3 separate regions of the Hordeum vulgare genome follow, and regions 2 and 3 are each linked to region 1. Evidence: chromatin contacts called from public Hi-C data. All regions are on one chromosome and are shown on one strand. The core of a region is the stretch at or near the end of the contact, and the rest is flanking DNA. Distances in the headings are between cores, read along the strand shown.

Region 1 (3,954 bases), core at 465-2,964:
AGGTCTTGTCAGCGAGGATGGACGCTGCTCGTAGCATGATGGGTGCATCCAGCATCACCCTGGCAGGAGCATGCTAGCGGCACGGCGAGCGACCACAGCGCCGTCTGCTGGACCATCGTTGCGGCCGAGCGGCAGGATCTTGCAGCCAGGCGTTGCCGGGCATCACCTCTGATGTCTCCGTGCACAGATATGGCTAGCTTGCTACCTCGGTATGGAAAGATGATGGGCAAGGATAGAAAGAGACGAGGTAGAAGGATGGGTAGGCGGGGGATAAGCATTGGACAGTTGGGAACAACGGGATAAGAATTCATGGGCCCATGTTTGACACGCGTCACCCGAGCGACACGGCTTAAACGGTGAAGAATCATCCTGTTGATTTAGAAACAATATGTTGGCATATTTTACTATATTCTTTGGAAAATTCTTACCTCCCGCTGGTTGATCCGAACAATCTATCCACCGCTTCCTCGGCCATTGATCTTGTTTTAACCGACAGCCCAGATCGTATCCGCGCGCCAACGGAGCAGAGACCGTTTCCTGAAACTGAAGCATTGTTTCAGGAAACGGTTCTGAAGCTGGGCACGCTCGCGCTCGCTGCAAGGAGGCGGCGGCTACCGGATCTGGGAGGGCGACGACGCGGCCGCTCGCCCCCGACGTCGGCCGCTCCCGCCGCAGTCCCTCCACCACGACGTCGGCCGGCCCTTCCCTACCCCCACCGCCCGCGACGCCAGCCGCTCGCCTCCGACGCTGGCGGCCCAACGCACACTGCTACCAGCCGCTCCCGCCGGCAGCCCCTTCGCCCCGCCGGCCGCCCCGCCCCGCCGCCAAGAGCTCGCCGGCCGCCCCGCCGCCTAGAGCTCACCGGCCGCCCGCCGCCAAGAGTTCCCTGCTCGCTAGGTAGTGGTTCTGCAACTTGACCTTTGTTGCAAAAAATTCCTGAAACATGACCTTTGTTGCAAAAAATTCTCCCGCAAAACGAAGAAAAAAATTCTGCAACAAGCAAATTGTTTCTGAAACTCGACCGTTGTTTCAGGAATTAACAGATCCAAAGTTTATTTATTGCAACAAAGCGAAAGTTTCCGCAACTCGAGCGTCGTTTCAGAACCATGCGGCGGGGATGCAGGGCGTTAGATCGCCATCCGACGGATAGCTAGGTGACGGATAATTTTTAGAAATCATCCGACGGATGCGTAGCATATTCTTTTGTTTGTTTGTTTTGGACGTAATTGGTGTACAAGGACAACTTCAATGCATCATCCCATATTGCCACGTTGGTTCTTGTGTTTCATGCGTCCGTGTCCAAACCGTATACGTGTGTGTAATTCCGTATTTCAATGAACCCAAACGCTGGACGGTGCGTACGCGCGATAGACTGCTCACGAGCGGCCGCACGCCAGCCGTTCATCGCCCCGGCCGAGATGAACGAAACGTGTTAGGTGGACCCGGCCAGGGAGACGGTCTCCACTTGCCCCTCCATTCTATCCGCACTGCTACAGGAAGAGAAGGGTTCGCCGGCCAGAAGATCTGACGACTGCGGCTATTGGGACAGAGGCTCGTACGGGCATATCAACCACCACGCTGAGGGGACATCAGCAGCTGATTCGAGCGGTTCGCGCATGATGAGAAAAGAGGGAGGAAGAGGCCTGTGCCGCCATTGACGCGAGGCGACGAACGACGGCGGAGCGCACTGCTACATCCGCGAGAGAAGGTTAGTTCCTGCACTCTACCTTCTCTAATTAGTCAAGCGGAATGAGGGCAGGGGATTTTTCTTCCCTTTTTTCAAGCTTTGTAGCCATCCATGGAGGGGAGGTTGGGTCGCCTTACTCGGGAGGGGGAAATCTACAGTTTAGATATCATAGGCGCGACCCCTCGACGGGGGAGGGGGGAAATCCCATATGACACACATCAATTTTTCACTGAGAATCTCATGAACGACAGGCGTGGGTGTAAGGTATGGTTCTCCCTTTAATGGCTTGATGTACGATTACAATAGGCAACATTGAATATTTTTGTAGGCAATTTAGATAGCTTCAGTATAAGATTATAATCGGCAATAGAACACTGGACATAGCAGTTAGCGCCTTTGGATGTTATACTAGTAGTTAGAAGTTAGCGGAAATTTTGTTCGAATTTTGAATTTTTATCACATGCCAGTGTTTGAATGGCTTGATGCTGCTCGAATCTAGCTGTTTCTAATTTTGCTGTAGGCAGTTTTTGGTAGGTTTTAGCACGACTACAATAGGCAGTGCAACACTGCTGGTAGATAGGCAACTGTAGATAAGTTCGGTATGACTATAATGGCAATACTGAACATTTTAGCAGCTTTGCATCATCCAAACACCGGAGGGAGTCTTAAATCGCCTAACCTACTAGTTAAGTTGCCTAAACCGACAATTTATTCTTTGTTTTCATAGGCAGTAAGACTGAAAATCTATATATGAACTTCTTTGTTCTGCAAAACATCTAAACATACGTAAGACAACTTTTTGACTCAGCTTAATGGAATCGGGCGGCAAGAAGCTAGCCCGTTACAACTGGAATTGTGATAGGCAATTTTATTCGTCATACGGGGATAGCCAAGTTTACCATTTTCTCTTGCATTTTAACTCGCGTCAGTTAGGCAGTTATACACAAAATCATTAGATAAAGAAACTGAATGTTGGTTCACGTGAGGAAATTTTTTGTTCTGGTTCCAGTTTGCTAGTTTATGTATGGCATGAGAAACTTCAATGTTACCTTTGATATAACCTGCATATGCACACGGGAAACTTTAATGTATGACACGAATGGAGTCGCCTACTACCCCATTATATAGTCGCCGCACCCATGCCCAACTCGACCAAATCCATACACTAAGTTACTCAAACAACTAATACACATATGGAGTCACCTAAACCTTAATTCATATTCGCTCGCCCTTTCACACATACACAGCCGACCGCGTTAAACTAAAACACCCACGACCACCGAACTCACAAGTCGCCTACCATCACATTTCATAGTCATCGCATCACCAAATCCAATACACTAAGTCGCCCATACACCTAATCCAGAACGGAGTGGTCTCAATCCCAACTCATAGTCGCCCTGCTCATCCACAAACCGAGCCGACCGAACTAAGTCGCCCACGACCACCAAACGAGTGGAGTCACTTACCACTCCACTATATAGTCATTGCATCCCACGCCCAACTCGATCAAATCCAATCACTAAGTCGCTCACACGCCTAATCCACAGACGGAGATACCTAATACACGCCTAAACCATGTCGCCTAAAACAACACACCCTTCCAAATAGCCTAAGCCGACTAACCAACTCCCCCATCCCTGACGTACTAGCTCGGCTAACCCATCGACCTAGTTGCCTAAAACATCATACCCTTCCAATCGCCTAAGCCGACCAACCAACTAATCCATCCCCGGTGTGCTAGGTCACCGAACCCATTGCCCAAGTCACCTAAAACAACACACCCTTCCAATTCGGCTAATCCGACCAAACAAACTCCCCATCCACCGTGTGCTAGGTCACCTAACCCATCTCCATGTCACCTAAAACAACAAACCCTTTCAAAATCGCCTAAGACGACCAACAAACTCGCTCATCCCTGGCATACTAGCTCGCCTAACCCATTGACCTGGTCGCCTAAAACATCGTACCCTTCCAATCGCCTAAGCCGACCAAACAACTCGTCCATCCCTGGTATGCTAGGTCGTCTAATACATTGGCCAAGTCGCCTAAAACAACACACCCTTTCAATTCACCTAAGCCGACCAATCAACTCGTCCATCCCCGGTGTGCTAGGTCACCTAACCCATTTCCCAAGTCGCCTAAAACAACACACCCTTCCAATTCGTCTAAGCCGACCAAATAAATTGGCCCATCCCCCATGTGCTAGGTCACCTAACCCATATCCATGTCACCTAAAACAACAAACCCTTTCAAAATAACCTAAG
Region 2 (3,954 bases), core at 509-3,008, 490 kb after region 1:
TCCTTGCGCTAGCCTGAGAAAGAGATAGGGCGGAGAGGAGCTTGGTGGCGGTGACAGTCGTGGAGGAGATAGCAGGAGAAACCGAGCTACGGAGGGACGGAGAGCATCCCTCCATCTGTCTTCCTCGCTTCCTTCAGCCCGCTTGGACGTCTCGGGCGGTAAGGGCTGGTCGCCGCCGCCCGCCACCCGTCGTCGTCGCTGGCCCACTCCACACCCCATATTCCCTGCATCGGTGCCTTCACGACGTGTCCATTGGTTCGTCCGCTAATGCCGCCTCTCTCCATTGCATGGAGGCATCGAGCTGGATGCCTGGACGTGGAATCCAAGAACACAACGGCCTGGAAGCTACCACCCAGCCCGCTCATGACAAGGGCCTATAGGAGGACCTCCACCTGGTCATGTATCATAGCCGACGGCGCCACCCTGGATGCTAATGTCGCACTGATCTCCTACTACGCCACCGCCCTGTAGGGACAACTGAGGGCCTGTAGGACAGGGATGACCTAACCCTTCATTCGCATGTGTTTAAGACTGAACCGCACCAAGTCATTAGTTGAATTATTAGATGATGTACTCAACTATACCATCTACTTGTAGTTGTCGCACATTGCATATCTTGCCAGAAACAAGACCGTCGTGCTACATGTGCCTTCTCTGAATGTAGTCAATGCAAGTTCTCACGCTGGAAACAAGATCACCATGCAGGTAATATTGCTTGCAAGCATGAATGCAATTTCTCACAGCATGTTAGAGATAATATGCGATTATTCTCAAATAATTATGTGCAGGATATCATGATTCTCCCAAGTGACGCTTCCTGGTTAACGGAGGCCATGAAGATGGAGTTGAGGTTTGACAATGCATCTGTACTTCGGAATATGCAGTTCGAATTCTGATGTTGTTCATATGTAGAGCATCATGAAAAGAAGTATGACCAATATGCCACAAAGGCCGGGCATTAAGACAGACACGTTTCTATTGTGAGTGCAAGCCAGCATCTATATTTCTTTCACGAAATAAAGTAGAATCTTCACAGTATGGAGCGTTTTATGGATTATGATTTAATGAGTACAGCTAAATTTTCGGTTTCTGCAACTTGTAACAATGAACCTTGATTGTTTTCTGTTGACTTATGTTGAAGCTGGATACAAGAGCCTGAATTCTTATATATGTTTTGTTTTGATTTTAAACTCATGTAGGGAAATAAAGACAGTCTTGAACTCTTGATGACAATTATTGCTAAGGCTTGCTACACTGGCAAAGTAATTTATTTTTCTTCTGTTTTACTTAGCTCATGATTCAGAGCTTGTATATAATTGATATGTTTCGTGTATAGCTTAGTTAATATTACAACTTTGTATTAGTGTGACACCTTTAATTACATTATTTCATGGAAGAAATATATTCCAACCGAAGTCGAATTTCATTGTTTTTTGAATAGGCATGTGGCTATCTTTTTATGTATAATGTATTTTTACTACATCATGTTTATGTACGCAATGAGAAAAATAAATGAATGATCCGTGGCAACGCACGGCAGTCAACTAGTCATTATACATGTCTAATAATTAAACGCAACGCGCGGCGTTTGGGTGCCATCTGGTGCGGGCCAACCGTACCGTTGGACCCATATTAGGCCCACTGGCCCACTGGCCCACTCGCTGATCCGCCCCCAGCATGCTTGCTGCAGCAACCCAGCGCGAGATATTTTCTGGCGAATCCGGTAATTAACAACCAACCCCACGCCCCTTCTCTCCTGCGCGCATAGAAAGACAAGACTACTCTACTACTTCTACTCGGCTCTGCAAAATATCTCCCACCTTCGTCTGTAGTAGTACTCCTACTTGGCTCTGGAAAATATCTCCCACCTTCTTCTGCATCAGCAGCGGCATCTCTATTTCCATCCTACGAGCGCGTCGTGTACAGAGTGAGCGAGGCATGTTTGATGGGGTGGATCGCGGCGCCCTCGTGACGGTCAAGCGGATGAGGCTGTGCGCCATGGAGGAGGACGAGGAGGAGGTGGGGATGGAGGTGGACGGGGAAGAGGAGGAGGAGGGGACCGGTGGGTGGGCCTGGGGAGCGCCGGGGCTGGGGATGGCAGGCCAGCCTGGAGAGCAGAGGGCGGCGGCGATCGTGGTGGCGGACGCGGTGGAGCCGGACTTCCCCGTCATCTACGTCAACGCCGCCTTCGAGGCCGCTACGGGGTACCGCGCGCACGAGGTCCTCGGCCGGAACTGGTGAGCGCTCTCACCTTTTCTCTGTTCTGCCGTGGTCGTCTACTTTTCCCGCGGTGTTATCAGGGCGGACATCTCTTTCGATATTCACAACTCACAAGTGTGGGTAGCCACTAGGTAGTTTTGAATTCGGCCCTTTCATCGTAAAATTAGGACTCTAATTCGTATTCGTGCAATTTGTTTTTATAATTTATTAGAATGTCCTTGCACCGTTTTTTTTCCCGGGAAATCCTTGCACCACTTCGCCTTTGCAGCGTCTGTGGTCGTAATGCTAGTGCAAAGATAGGTACTCGCTTATCGGATGTCTCTGAAGAGACGGTAGGTACTCACTTATGGTATGTAAAATGTGGTTATCTACTTCGATTGGCCGGTTCTTGTATGTAGGGGCTCAATAGTTTCTTTTTTCTAGAATATATACAAGCATGAATATGATATATTCATAGAAGAAGAGCCAAGACGGATGATACAACACAACGTCGTGCTACCCCGAGAGGTGAGCACCCACATCCAACTAACCCTCTTTGCCCAAACTCAAGCCAAACAATGGCGAAGAGAAACACGGAGCACACAGGCCGTGCCCCTCCTTGCCCAAACTCAAGCCAAACAATGGCGAAGAGGACAAACACAGAGCACACGGGCCGCGCCCCCTGGTATCAAACACCTCAGAGCACGACAAAAACAACTAACTAAACTAGATCAATGCACTCTACACCCATGGTGCCTAGAAGATCTGCAAGTGGATAGTGGGAGCCAGCCTGACTCGATGAAGAAGTTACTGATGAGGCGTCGATGATGGAGTAGCCCAGATGCTCATGCCCACAACAGCAACCCGCACATGACAACCCGGCATCCCAAGCCTCACCGCCGAGGCACGCGAGGCAACCTACCAGCTGCTCCTCTGGACGACACCCCGAGCACCTAGATAGCGCCTCCAAGAAGGGGATGGCGCGGAGATGCCGCAGCTACATGGCCCGGCGAACCGAGCCTAGGGTTTTCCCCCGGTGCCAGAAGAGGGGATGGGCATGGCCATGACAACGCCTCCAGGGAGGAGACGACGCCCTCAAGCGTCGCCTTTGCCCGCAATGTGAAGAGGGAGGGGGGAGCCGGATGCCGCCATCCACAGACCACCACGCCGCCCATCCACCACAACCCTTGGTCAAGGGAGACTAATGCCTGCATCCACCAGCCACAACCCTGCCACCCTCACAGCTAGGGAATGTAGCATTGCCGCCGCAACACATCTAGCCCCGACGCCCGACCATCCACCTCGTTGCGCCTCCGCCCCGGGGAGAAGATGGCAACTTCGCCACAGCCTGGGCCCCCGCCCCAGTGTACCAGCACCGGACCAACGCCAACGGGAGCCCCGCACTGCTCGCAGCCAAGGCGCAGGCCTCCGTGACCTGTCCAGGCGCCAACAGGAGGAGCAAGCCACGCCTCTAGCCCGTCACCGTGCCGATGCGCCGACTAGCGCGCCGCCACCACCCACTGTAGACACCCGTGCCCGCTGGCACCGGATGTGGGAAGAAGATGTCCTGCCGCCGCCGATGCCAACTGGGCTTCAGCCCGGCGGACGCGAGGAGGGGGTAGGGGAAGGGGGGGGGGGTCGCCCGGCAGTGCTAGTGTTTCGCCCTCCCGGTCGCCGCACAGGAGGGGAGTAGGGGGGCGTGACTGCGGCAACTCGTTTTGCACTTGCGTTCGTAGTCTTTTTTATGCTCAATCA
Region 3 (3,954 bases), core at 1,068-3,567, 280 kb before region 1:
TGGCACAAAACACCGAGCTAGAAAGACAAGCCTTCCAGCTCATACCAGCTATATAGATGCATTAATTAAATATCAACAATATTGTCATATAAAAAGGAACCCATGTTTTCACATGAAAGCAACTGCACCTGTAACTAATAATGTTATAAGAAGGATGAGGAATCAGTAACATAGCCAACACAAAGGTTTCTAGAATGTAGAGGTGTTAAAGGCTTTTCATGACAATGCTTGACATAACAGGTGTTAGACAGTGAGAGAGAGCGAAAGAAACGAGACAACTAGCATAGCAATGATAATAGTGGTATCTAGGAAAATGATCATTTTGCCTGTGATCCTGCTTGGAAGAAGAATGAATTCATGAAGTAGACGAACCAACATAGTTAAACTAAACCTTGCACTCTGAAGAGGTTTGAAACTCTATAAGAAACAATCTGGCAACCAACAATCAACACACGATAAACACCACAACATACGCATGACATGATGCACAAACACATATGATGGATGTCCGGTTCAATTATGCAAGGCATGGCAAATCACAACAATCAAATACTACACATTAAGTGAAATTCAATATGCAAAATGAAACTCCATATTTGAATTCTTAGTTCGCTCCTGTTTAGGTACACGACAATATTAAATGTTGTTAAACATGACATGAGGTTAAGCATGAAAAAACTATCTTTCTAGGCATTTTAAATGAGGTCGGAAACAATTTATAATATTTTTGAAACGACCCCATATTTTAATTTTTGAAATTGGTTCAGATCTAAACTAAACATATTTCATATTTATTAAATAATAAAATAAAATGGACCATATGATTCTACACGTTATGTTAGTCAATTTACATATAGATCATGCCATTTAGGCAAATTAAATTAAATACTACGGTTAATTAGTTATGAATTTTTTTAACATGCCATTTAGGCAAATTAAATGAAAACACAAATTTAAACATTTTAATCAAGGTTGAAATTTGTATATTGTGAAACTACACAAAATTCCAAGCATTTTTCATGTATAAAGTTTTTAAGTCCAATGCACGGTTATTTTTCTATGAATTAAATTATTTTAACATGGCACCATGCAAATTAATGCAAACACAAATTTGAACCGGGGGGGCTCACAGTGGGTGAGGTGGCGAGGGAGATGGGTCGGCCTTGCTGCACCGCGGGGTGGCTTGCCTGGAGGCGGCTGGGCCGACATACTCGAGGCCCACACGAGGGCGCTGCAGGGGCAAGCGGGGCGGCTCGGTGCGGGGTTGGGCTTGCTGCTGGGTGAGGCCACGATCCACACGATTGAGGGTGCGCCTGGCGGCTGGGACAAGCGATCAAGCGAACGGGAGGAGCGGAGCAGCTACATGGGTCATAGTCATCCTGTCATTTTTCTCCTCGTGGCCTCGCCTAACCAGGCCGTGCGATGCAGGGGACGGGGCAATGACGACGGGCAAAGCACGCGTTAGGCAAGGCGAAGGGAGGCCGACAGTGGGGAACGTCGGTCTCGTCCGGGGCGTAGCGATAGCAGGGGTTGGCTCCTGCACAAGAATGAAAGAGAGAGAGAGATTGAGACAGGGAGATGGAAAGGAAATTGGGAGGAGGAGTGGTGCACGCACAAGGCAGACCCTAGAGGTGTGATGGAGCTCGCCGGCATGGATTGCTTGAGTGCAGGAGGAGCTAGAGATGGCGAGGTGCATCGCGGGGACGAGCGGGAGCCGCTGGAGCGAGGATGGTCCGGAGCGGGCACAGCAGGAGCTTGGGGATGTGGCACGGCGTACCTGGTGCTGCTGCTTGTCGGCGACTCGCCGGCCAGCGGAAGGTCGGAGTGGCGGGCATGCAGGCGCCATGGCCCATGGTTGCTGCTGGAGAGCCAGAGGGGCGCGACCATGCCGGGGAAAGGAGAAGGAGGCACGACTCCGGGGGCAGCTCGCGGGCGAGGAGATCGAGCGACATGGCGGCTGTGGATCAGGATGAGGCCATTGGGGATTTTGGATCAAGGTTGCGGCGCTGGATTGGCTCGGCGCTGAAATTGCGGGAGGTCGTCAGATCGGCTAGATCCAGGAGGATCATGAGGTGGGGGTAACTCGCGGCTTGCTGGCGGCGGAAATGCAACTAAGGATGGTACACATCCTAGGGTTTCATTTGCTTAAATAGTTAGGTAGGTTAGAGGCACCAATTTTGAAACCTCCGATTTAGATCAAACGATCCATATAGGGCCTGTTTGTTTGAGAAGTCCTCAGACTTTTTTTTAGTTCCAACTTAAAAGTCCCTAGTCCGTACCTGTTTGTTTCCAGGGACTAAATAGGGACTAGAGGTCATTAAATGACATGTAAAAAGACCATGTTATCCTTAGTAATGTAGTAGTAGTTATTAAATTACATGCTAAAAGTAGGGGCATTGTTGCAAAAAGTGCCAAAAAGTCCTAAAAAGTCCCTCACATAGGTACTTCTTCAAATAGACCCAAACACCCCACTTTAGTCCCTAAAAGTCCCTCCTGTTTGTTTCACATGGGACTTTTTGGGACTTTCTTTAGTCCCTACACCAAAAAGTCCCTGGAAACAAACACCACCATAAATAGGTTAAAGAGTTTAATGCAAAATCGATAGTTTGGGGTATTATGGGGTTGATCCGGACCCAACCGTCACAACCGGATATCTTTGATTTTAGGAGGTTTTCGGACTAGGTTGAGAGCAGTTCGGTGCATTGTGCAAAGAGGATAGGCAGGGATGAGAGTGAAGACGGGCAGCCTGACATCAGATTTTAAACATCAAAACGTCTCACAATGGACTGGCTATAGTGTTGCAATAGGTTTAATGGGTCGGGTATCAAACGACCTCCGAATCCGATGAAATTTGACACGCGGTCTACCTACACTATATTAAGACCACACATCAACTTTCGACTCATTCCGAGAAAGGTTTATACACACTTTTAAGAGCAATATTTTAACGATGTCGCGGGCGTGTGCGTGTGTGGTTGGTCTCAAAATGGTCGACAACAAACATGGAGGGAACGTGCAACTAACAACAAATGCTAGTTTTGAAAATTGGCGACAATGAAGTGTCGATGCAATGCAAATTATGGAGAATGATGTGACAACCAAATAAATCACACGACGACAATGGAATAAAAAGGGAATGTTTTAGAGTGTCGGTTCCTGGCTCTTACCACTCTCTTCCACTAACGAAAGATCTCGACCTGAGATCTAAGAATGAAAGGAGGAAGTGGAAGAAGACATGATGAGGTAAAAACTAGTTGCTTCTTGACAAATGAGTGAAACTAATGACCCTTGAAGGTTGCAAATATATGAAGAATGACATGCGGAACAAGCAAGAATACAAACGAAATTTGGGCAACACTTCGGTAGGAAAGAGAAGAAAAACGTGACAAGATGGAAAGAACTTGAAAAGGGAACACAACACTCCGGTTGAATGGACAAGCAAGGGAAGAACATGATCTTGGCAAAACCAAATGATGGGGTGAAGGAGCAACATCACAATGGCTCCTAAAAACGAATAGAAACTAGATCATTTGACGGAGAAGAAAAATGACAACTTATATGAATTTGATAAGCAATCTTAGAAGACGAATTGAACAGAGTTGATCGAAATTAACAACGAAATAAGAAGCTTGTTGTGCACTTATGAAAACCATCTCAAATAATGAGGTGACAACCGGCCACTAAGAGAACAGTTGATTACTTTGGAGCAACAAGATATGCAAAACTTCTATCACCAAGAGGATATATTAAGAACTTGGATGAATGATAATCACTGTAATCGCAACAGTCCTTAGGACATGTTTAGATGAAATCCAATCCAAACTTCAATGAAGAAATCATGAGTTCATAATATCTAATGATCAAAGAAATTGGTGGGTTTAAATATCCCATTCTTGAAACAAATTCTCTTCAAGACTCCTCATTAATCAAGCATGCTATAATACCACCTCAAAG

What was found. A called contact is a pair of places that touch in the nucleus more often than the background predicts.
Region 2: a Hi-C map of leaf shows a contact between it and region 1, with 2.6 times the contacts expected there. The contact joins the promoter of LOC123448527 here to the promoter of LOC123448525 in region 1. A contact is called at or near these places in 3 of 6 Hi-C or Micro-C datasets (leaf and seedling) and 1 of 1 datasets of contacts at active chromatin or transcription factors (embryo).
Region 3: a contact with region 1 is called in a Hi-C map of seedling, with 4 times the contacts expected there. The contact joins the promoter of LOC123446405 here to the promoter of LOC123448525 in region 1. A contact is called at or near these places in 2 of 6 Hi-C or Micro-C datasets (leaf and seedling) and 1 of 1 datasets of contacts at active chromatin or transcription factors (embryo).

Annotation. Positions count from the first base shown.
Region 1 is chr4H:295,029,723-295,033,676 of MorexV3_pseudomolecules_assembly, forward strand. LOC123448525 reads left to right here and starts at 1,715. Exons shown (of 3, transcript XM_045125449.1): 1 at 1,715-1,951. The coding sequence starts at 1,799.
Region 2 is chr4H:295,516,775-295,520,728 of MorexV3_pseudomolecules_assembly, forward strand. LOC123448527 (adagio-like protein 3) reads left to right here and starts at 1,759. Exons shown (of 2, transcript XM_045125450.1): 1 at 1,759-2,237. The coding sequence starts at 1,939.
Region 3 is chr4H:294,747,365-294,751,318 of MorexV3_pseudomolecules_assembly, forward strand. LOC123446405 reads right to left here and starts at 2,318. Exons shown (of 2, transcript XM_045123025.1): 1 at 1,778-2,318; 2 at 1,059-1,537. The coding sequence starts at 1,952. The coding sequence ends at 1,407.